3 separate regions of the Sus scrofa genome follow, and regions 2 and 3 are each linked to region 1. Evidence: chromatin contacts called from public HiChIP or PLAC-seq data. All regions are on one chromosome and are shown on one strand. Each heading gives the region's core, a stretch centred on a gene start, on an enhancer-like site or on the middle of the called end of the contact. The rest is flanking DNA. Distances are from core to core; before and after follow the strand shown.

Region 1 (2,821 bases), core at 120-2,619:
ACCCAACTCCTGAGCGGCCTAGAGAGCAATGGGTTTGTGAACCCTTAGAAGACTTAAGGTTGCTCTTGAAAAGGGATAAGTATTGAGATTAAAGTTTCATCATAGCAGGAATGTTACCAAGTTTAAATAGTTGTAGATAAAGAGAATTGTATTACTTAATATTCCTAGCATAAAACTGATCAATTCCATTCCATGGTCACACTTTCAGTGCCCAGGTACAGCAGAAAGTAGCCAAAAAGATCGCTGCCCCCTTTTCCATGGACATTGACACTGAGGAGTTGTAAGCAGTCCTTCGTGAGTGACCTTTAGTGGCCAGCATTGTAGGGGGCCCTTCCCCCATGCAAGTGACAGCTAGTGAGAGACCCTTGGCTCCCCCCCCCCCGCTTCTCAGTATAAAAGGAGCCTGAATTGGGACTGAGGCAAGATGGTTTTCTAAAACACTAGTCTGCCATCTTCTTGGTCTGCTAGCTTTCAGATTAAAGTCACTATTCCTTGCCCCAACAACTCATCTCTGGAATGTACTGGCTTGTCGTTGGGAAGGCAGAGCGGACTTGGGTTTGGTATCATCAGGAACAGTGTACCCAGGTGCCTGGAGCTGGTACCCTGGGAACCCTCTGGCACAGCACAGCCACCTCTGTGACCTTGTGTCTCTGTCCCTCTGTGAGAACTCTGAAGTCCCCAGCATGGCAGAACTGTACTCACGGAGGCCGGTTCGGAGCGTGCCCTGGGCGCCCACTATCTGCTCACCCGCGCGGCCCAGCCCAGGCCGCAGGAGAATTTCTTTATTCCAGCAGCAAACAAGTGGGGGCGAGGATGGGAGGGGCGTCCTCCCCCGCCGCTCGGGCGAGGAAGGGGCGCCTGCGTCCGCTTCCGGCCGCTTCGCGGGCGGATGCCCGCACCCTGCTCCGGACGCCGGCTCCCAGGTGTGGATGGGGCACCGGGCGGGCGGCGGCGGAGGAGGGGCTCACCTTTCTGGCCGCTGAGCGCCGCGTACCAGGAGAGGGAGAGGAAGGCGCACAGGCAGAAGAGCAGCAGCGTCAGGAAGGTGCCATTGCGGAGCCTCATCTCCTCGGGTGCGCGGTGGGCGCCGGCGGGGCCGAGGCCGCATGGCCCGGGGGACCGGGGCCGGGGCGCGGGGACCAGGAGGCTGCGGGGGCCCCGGCCCCGGGGCGGGGACGGGCTGGGAGCCCGGGGCCGGGCGGGGATGCAGGCGGGCCTGCCGGGGTGGACACCTGACCGGTCGCGGAAGTAACCGCTACTCCCGGGTGCGGGGAGCAGACGGCCTCGGCTTGGCGCCTGGGCCGGGATGGGCTAAGCTGCGCGGCAAGAGCCGCGGCCCGGCCTGGATCCGGGGCCGCCGCCGAGTGGCTGCGAAGGGCGGGGCGGCCGGGATTTAAAGGGGCCGCATCACAGGCTGCCACCACCAGCACCGCGAGGGGGCGGGGTGGGACCAACACCGGGATTCCGCCCTCCGCCAGGCTCGGGACAGTGGCTGCTGCGTGGACTCACGCGGTCCCAGACTTGGGGCTGCCCTGGGCTCAGGCCTCAGGTAGGTTGAGGCCGTGGCCTTCAGGCAGGTCGCTTTGGGTGGAGGCGTCGTGCGTGGACCTCTGACCCCTTTTCAGTAACATTTCCATTATGAACAACCCCCACCCAGGTCCGGAGCCCACTCAGGTTAACTCTGGGAACTTCAGGCCCCTCCCCTAGGTCTAAGGGAGTCTAGGAAGTGGGAGGGGAGTAATAGGGAAGAACAAATCTGACTCCATATTAGATCTGTTCCTGTTATTTTAACCTTTGTGCTTTGTTGCCTGTGCTTAGTCATGCTCTGCACCTTTTTTGTTTTAAAAACAATCTTGTCTATACCTATGTCTATGTGGACAGCTATGAAAACAAATTATCAGGCACAGAGAAATTTGCAACAACCACGTCCCTCCCTCATCTTGCCTTTACAAGGGCTTTGCTGAAAGCCTGCAGGGAGTTTGTGGCTTTTTAAAGCACAAGCAACCCATTTCCTTGCATGGCACTGCAGTAAACCTTTCTGTGCTCCAAATCCTGACTTTCGGTGTTGTTTGGCTTTGGTGTGCACTGAGCACACGGACTTGGTAACAATTATGGCAGCCCAGGTGGGACACTGTGCCCAGCAGATTGACACCTGCTGGGGCAGCCCCTTACCTGAGTTCCCAGCAGCTGCCCAGAGCTCATTTTGCTCTGGGGAAGAGGTGTGTGTGTGTGTCTCTCGCCCTGCAGGCACCAGCCACCCCAGGGCAGGATGCTGTTTAAAGCTAAGAAATGTCCAGAGCTGTGTTCCACATTCAGTGTTGATTGGGGGTAAGTCGCTCCAGCTTGCTGAGGCTGGGAACTCTCTCCATTCCATTTGGGCTGCTTCCCTTGTGGGAAGTGAGTCACTTTGGGTCCGTTCTCTTTTGAGATCTGGGCCAATCTGTTTGGACGTGTCTTCTGTCTGGGAATGGAAGTGGAATTTTAGACTACCCCGTCTCTGATTTTCTGTCTTATATGTTATTTGTAATTGTGTGTGTGTGTTGTTTTGGGGTGAGCCACTCCAGTTTGTGCCTTTGTTTGTGGGACTGTAAGTTTGTTGTTTGTATGTGTATCAGTATGCATTGGTCCATAGAGACATTTTTGATAACAGGTATCCTTGCCTATTGCGCTGGGTTTTGCTTATGGCAGAGTAGTGGTTGGGATTTTCCCTTTGCAATGGACGAGAACCTCCCTTTTTGGTGCTAGGGAACTGTGATCCTGAGAGGCTGTTTTGCATTGCATTTGTTTGCTTGATATTTGATAACACTGGCAGTGAATAATT
Region 2 (2,821 bases), core at 149-2,648, 97 kb after region 1:
ACACTAAATCACATTATTTTATTTGTTTTTAGGCAAGAAATAGATTTATTAAGATGGGACGCTTGTGAGAGATGCAAGTGGGCAGGCAAGGAAGCTCTGCTTAAAACATTATTTTAAAAAAGTGGCTATCTTGTCTCAAGTCTTAAATTTATGGATTTAAAGCTGCTTATGGCATTCTCTCTCTCTCTTTTTTAACCCTGCTTTGTTAAAAGCGCTCTCATGTTTCATTTCCAGCATTGCTCATTTGAGGTTTCTCTCTTTTGTCCTGGATCACTTTTGCCACAGGTTTATTTACATTTGAGAGCTGCTTTTGGATCTGTTGCTCCTCCGTGTCATTCCTTCATTTTCTATGGAATTAACTTCTGCCTTTTGTTACAGACATACCCTGGAGATACTGTGGGTTCAGTTCTGAACCACGGCAATAAAGTCAGTATCAAATTAAAGTGAGTCACATGAATTTTTTGGTTCCCCAGGGCATACAAAAGTTATGTTTACACTGTCCTGTGGCTTATTAAATATGTCACAGCATTACATCTTAAAAAAATAAGGTACCCATCTTAATTAAAAAATACTTTATTGCTAAGAAATACCTACCATCATCTGCACCTTCAGTGAGTAGTTATCTTTCTGTGATAACTGCATTCCTTCTTTCTAATTCCCCAGCTTCTCTGGTGTTCTTCTAACTTACTGAGTTGGACATCTGACTCATTAATTCTCACCCTTTCTTCTTTTTGTCATATTATAAAAATAAGATTTAAGGCTTTAAATTTCCTTCTCTGTGCTGCTTTTGCTGCATCACACAAATTCTGATGTAAAGTAGTATTTCCAGAATTGTTCAGTTCTTAGTATCTTCCTTTTTGGGGGGCTTTTTGTCTTTTTAGGGCTACACCCGCGACATATGGAGGTTCCCAGGCTAAGGGTCCAATTGGAACTGTAGTGGCTGGCCTATGCCACAGCCACAGGAACGTGGGATCCAAGCCACGTCTGCGACCTATACCACAGCTCATGGCAATGCTGGATCCTTAACCCACTGAGGGAGGCCAGGGATCAAACCCACATCCTCATGGATCCTAGTCAGGTGCACTAACCGCTAAGCCACGACAGGAGCTCCTCCAGTACTTATAATTTCCATTTTTGCTTTGCCCCATCTAGAACTTTGTTCTGATTTGTTGATTAGTTTGTTGGGGCCTACCATAAGAGAAACATTTAATAAGTTGCTGTTATTATTACTATTGCCTAGCTAGCTCATTAGGAGAGTGAAGGCTTCCCTCTGCTCCCTTTGCCTGTTTTCCTGGAGCTAGAAATCGGCCCTCCCTGAACCCCAAGTGCATGGAGAACTGCTGAGGAACTCTTAGGCTACCCGCCCAGGGCTAGGAGGTTCTGGCGTAATAGAGTCACAGGGGATGTTGCCCAAAGTAAGTCTGCATCATCAACCTTTGGCTCAGTAAGAGTCCTCTGAAGAATCTACCCTAAGGCTATAATCTAACAGAAAGAAAAAGACACACATACACTCAGATTATAATGTTAACTATTCCCTAAGGAGGAAGCAACCTAAATATCATCGTGATAAAAACTTTTACATATTGCTAAAATCTTCAAAATTATTTTGAAAGCTGTAAAATTTTCCACTAAGAATACCACACATGACTGACTAAGGCCTCAGAATAGAGAATGCTCAGCACAGTGTTCACATAGAAAGTACTCAACGAATGCTATGCTAGCAGTATTAGCACTCTCATTTTGCAGAGGCAAGAACAGCTACTTCCCCTCTTACCATGGGACTGGGAGGAAATGTTTCCAGTTTTTTTTTTTTTTTTGCTGACAGTGTTGCAGAGAACATCCTGAGACACACATCCTTCTGCACATATGAATACACTGTAGGGTAAATTTCAAAAATGGACTTGCTGGGTCAAAGTGTCTGTGCATTTTGAAGTAATGTGAGTTTTATAACAAAAACACACTTCAAACTATTCTATCATTTCCAACTTCTTCCTCGTTTGGCCAAGGAACTGGCCATCAGAGTTGTGTATCTGCATATTTGCTCTAAGGCCCTTTGCAGGGAATGGAAACCCCCAGCTAAGCTTAGTCAGACACCAGGGGCTGGCCAGAACATGGGGCCTGCACACAAGTTCAAGTACCCCTTTCAACATCAAGGGAACTGGATCCACTTCGTTTCCATCTCTGTTTAAAAGACCTACACCATGCTGCCTGAATGTCGTTGAAGATAACCTAGGAGAATACTGCTAGCCCAGAGAAGAGAGTAAGAACCAGGAGTGGAAAGTGAATCTTACATGTATCTTGCCCTTGACGAACGTGGTAATATCCTCCTCATTGTCAAAGATGGACAGAGTCTGAAGTAAGTTGTTTTCCAGCCATTCCCAGTGTTTTGTGATTTCTTTGCGGGAAGAACCTAGGGGAGGTTTGGTGGGGGGAAGAAAAGGAAAATCATAAAATTATCAGGCCTTAAACATAAACTCAGGGAGTTCCCATTGTGGCTCAGCAGTAATGAACCTGACTAGTATCCATGAGGACACAGGTTCGATCCCTGGCCTCGCTCAGTGGGCTAAGGATACAGCATGGCTGTGAGCTATGGTGTAGGTCGCAGATACAGCTCGAATCTGGGGTTGCTGTGGCTGTGGTGTAGGCCGGAAGCTGCAGCTCCGATACAACCTCTAGCCTGGGAACTTCCATATACCATGGGTGTGGCCCTAAGAAGAAAACAAAAAACAAAACAAAACAAAAAACTCAAGGAGAGATTAAAATGTATGACCTAATTTGCTATATACCCAAGGGACTACAGTCTTAGAGCTGCTTACTCTTT
Region 3 (2,821 bases), core at 202-2,701, 93 kb before region 1:
ACCGGCCTACACCAGAGCCACAGCAACGCGGGATCCAAGCCGCGTCTGCAACCTACACCACAGCTCACCGCAACGCCGGATCGTTAACCCACTGAGCAAGGGCAGGGACCGAACCCGCAATCTCATGGTTCCTAGTCAGATTCGTTAACCACTGCGCCACGATGGGAACTCCTTCAGTGATATTTTTGAAAGACCACAACTGTATTTATGCAATATTAGGCTTTTGAAGTGCTTACTAAAGTACTGGAAATGTAATGCTCCTAGTTACTATTATCTTTGCTATTAGAAAAGAAATTATTTCCGGTGTAGAATTTGAAGAATGTTAAGAGCAGGACCATGTTATGGCATTCATGAGCCCTAGGCAATTTTGCCTTTCTGGGCCACTTAAATTTTTTTCTGCGTTTGTATAAAAACAAATACTATTTGAATGAGGACTCAATTTTTTTTTTCTGATTTTAAAATAAAACGTTTTCACTGGCCTAGTAAAAAGTGTAACATGTTTGAGCTATTATTGACGTTTCTCATTTTGGCACCTCCTATTTAACTTTTTAGCAATCAGGGTGCCAATACCTGTTTCTAGTTAACTTGGCCCAACACCACAGACTATCTGTTTCATTGCTCCTGTTTTTTCCCTACAGTCTCCCATTCTCTTTACGTACTGGTTATAATACTAGAGTGCAGTTGTCTTTAGTCGGATTTTGTTGAGTGACTCTGTTTTACCTAACAAGCTTTAAAACTTTTTAAAATCTTTAAAATATATTTTTTAAAGAGTTTGCAGGCTAGGCTCCCTGATTGGGTGGGTGTATGTGTGTTTACTTAAGGATCATCCTTTGCAGTTCTATTCTCCCACCACCACCACCACCCCGCAAAGAAAGAGCTAGACTCCTTTCTCTCTTCATATCTACTAGGGATTTTTTTTTTAAAGTGGTAGTTGAACTTGTGAAATCTGTTAAGACATATAAAGGGAGATGATAGTCTCGATGATTCAGAATAGTGCAAGAGGAAACAAACCTTTTCAGCTCACTCGTGTACGATTCTGACCAATTGTGAGGCTGAATGTAATGAGTGAGGGAAGAAAACCAGCTGGAAAAAGCATGGCTTACTTGAGAGCTCATCAAAGCCGAATTTAAAGAGGCTGAAGGAGTGCCAGGCGGGCGTCTGGGTTTAGCCAGTTAGGCCTGCCCCTCTTTCCTCTGCGGACCCGGAAGGGCCTCTCCGCATGAGGCGGTGTTAGGGCCGGCTCCAGGCGGTCTCAGTTGGCTGGAACCCAGGCCCGAAGCCCGCCCAGCTGCTACCCTCTGCCTCTCACTAGAGAGTTCCTTTTAAACTCCGCACGGGAGCCCTAGCGCGCTTCTTGCGTGCTCGTGCCCGCCCCTCGGGCCGCCCACTCTTTCTTCTCTGATTGGCTGCAATCCCTGTTCATCAGCCGTGACGCCGGGGTAGCTTGCCGGGGCCCTGCCCTCTTCCGAGAGCCCTGAAAACAATTTTAAGATGGCGGCGGCGGCGGCGCGGAAAACAATGGGTTCGGGGCGGCGGGGACAGGCCGAGGCCTGAGGTGGGCAGCGAACGCCTGCCCCGGTTGGGCCGAGCGGGGCCGGAGCAAGACCCGCCGCCGCGCTCGAGCCCGCTGCACAGCTCTCGGGGTCATGGCGTGGCCATAAGGCGGCCGGGCCACGGGCGGGGAGCGGAGCCCACAGTGCCAGCCGGCCCCGAGAGGCCCGACTTGGGCCCGGCCCGTGCAGCCCGCGGCCCATGGTGCTGCCCACCTGCCCCATGGCGGAGTTTGCGCTGCCGCGGCACAGCGCGGTCATGGAGCGCCTCCGCCGGCGCATCGAGCTGTGTCGGCGCCACCACAGCACCTGCGAGGCCCGCTACGAGGCCGTGTCGCCCGAGCGTCTGGAGCTCGAACGCCAGCACACCTTCGCCCTACACCAGCGCTGCATCCAGGCCAAGGCCAAACGCGCCGGCAAGCACCGGCAGCCGCCTGCCCCGGCCCCGGCCCCGGCGCCTGCCCCGGCCCCCCGCCTCGACGTCACTGACGGTCCGGAGCACGGCCGCCCTGTCGCGGTGAGTAGGGCTCGGGGAGCCTCCCCTTCCTGGGAGACTCTGCCCCGACGCCTCCTGGGGCCCTTTGAGACTTCCCCAGTGCCCTTAATTCGTCGGGTCTGGCTCGGGGGAGGCTAATATGGCAGGGACTGAGCAGTTGTCATCTGCGGGAAATGGCACTGTGGCATTACTTTGGGAAAACACGACCCCAAGGACCTTACGTTAAGGCTCCGGCCGGGAAGGTTGGCGAACCATCGTTGAAAGGTTTTTCTTCCAGACTTGATTCCGAAATTATGAGTAGTTTACTTTTGGAACAGACTGGTATTAAAGTTGCCTTTGAGAGTGGCTTCATTTACTCTGTAAATGTCCATTGGGTCCTTGCTCTTTGCAGCGTCAGGGCTTAAATATGAGAATAAGACGAACTTTAGTTGACCAGATCAAACTGTTCTGAATGGAAAATCCGAGAATCTGGAAATCTTAGTGAAGGCATAGTACTGCTCATTGCGTGGCACAAAAGTATTCTTTGTTTAGGGAATTCCGAAGTTTGTGTATTTGTGATTCCAGCAATATTGTGGACAATTCCAGTTTTAATTATAAGCCTGTTTAAAATCTCTGACGGTGTTAAGTTTCGTCGGTAAATTATTGTTCCCTTTGGGTTCTCAGTAGATATTCGGGAAATTTGTTGGTTAGAAGTTTTCCTCCCTGAAATTGATAAAACAGGTTTTGTTGTTGTTGCTTTCTGGGTAATGTGGAGTTTAGAACAAATGTTACCAAT

Evidence for each region. HiChIP or PLAC-seq counts read pairs in DNA pulled down with a chosen protein or histone mark.
Region 2: an H3K27ac HiChIP or PLAC-seq map of alveolar macrophages shows a contact between it and region 1. The contact joins the enhancer-like site here to the promoter of MGAT4B in region 1. A contact is called at or near these places in 1 of 5 promoter capture datasets (fetal liver), 4 of 47 Hi-C or Micro-C datasets (blood, embryonic fibroblasts, liver and 1 more) and 1 of 2 datasets of contacts at active chromatin or transcription factors (alveolar macrophages).
Region 3: an H3K27ac HiChIP or PLAC-seq map of alveolar macrophages shows a contact between it and region 1. The contact joins the promoter of MAML1 here to the promoter of MGAT4B in region 1. A contact is called at or near these places in 1 of 5 promoter capture datasets (fetal liver), 2 of 47 Hi-C or Micro-C datasets (embryonic fibroblasts and liver) and 2 of 2 datasets of contacts at active chromatin or transcription factors (alveolar macrophages and skeletal muscle).

What each region holds. Positions count from the first base shown.
Region 1 is chr2:78,782,323-78,785,143 of Sscrofa11.1, reverse strand. MGAT4B (alpha-1,3-mannosyl-glycoprotein 4-beta-N-acetylglucosaminyltransferase B) reads right to left here and starts at 1,369. Exons shown (of 15, transcript XM_003123649.4): 1 at 969-1,369. The coding sequence starts at 1,065. It overlaps LOC106507307 (a long non-coding RNA gene), which reads left to right and starts at 1,363. Exons shown (of 3, transcript XR_002341724.1): 1 at 1,363-1,549; 2 at 2,248-2,328.
Region 2 is chr2:78,685,163-78,687,983 of Sscrofa11.1, reverse strand. It overlaps TBC1D9B (TBC1 domain family member 9B), which reads right to left. Exons shown (of 22, transcript XM_003123648.4): 3 at 2,292-2,410. Among named protein-coding and RNA genes, the nearest start is that of TBC1D9B, 11 kb to the right of the region's middle. Within about 2 kb of position 1,398, at least 4 of the 83 cell types and tissues checked have an H3K27ac peak or open chromatin away from gene starts, as enhancers often do. A contact at or near this core is called in alveolar macrophages, where this site is marked.
Region 3 is chr2:78,875,263-78,878,083 of Sscrofa11.1, reverse strand. It overlaps MAML1 (mastermind-like protein 1), which reads left to right and starts at 1,451. Exons shown (of 5, transcript XM_003123646.5): 1 at 1,451-2,067. The coding sequence starts at 1,753.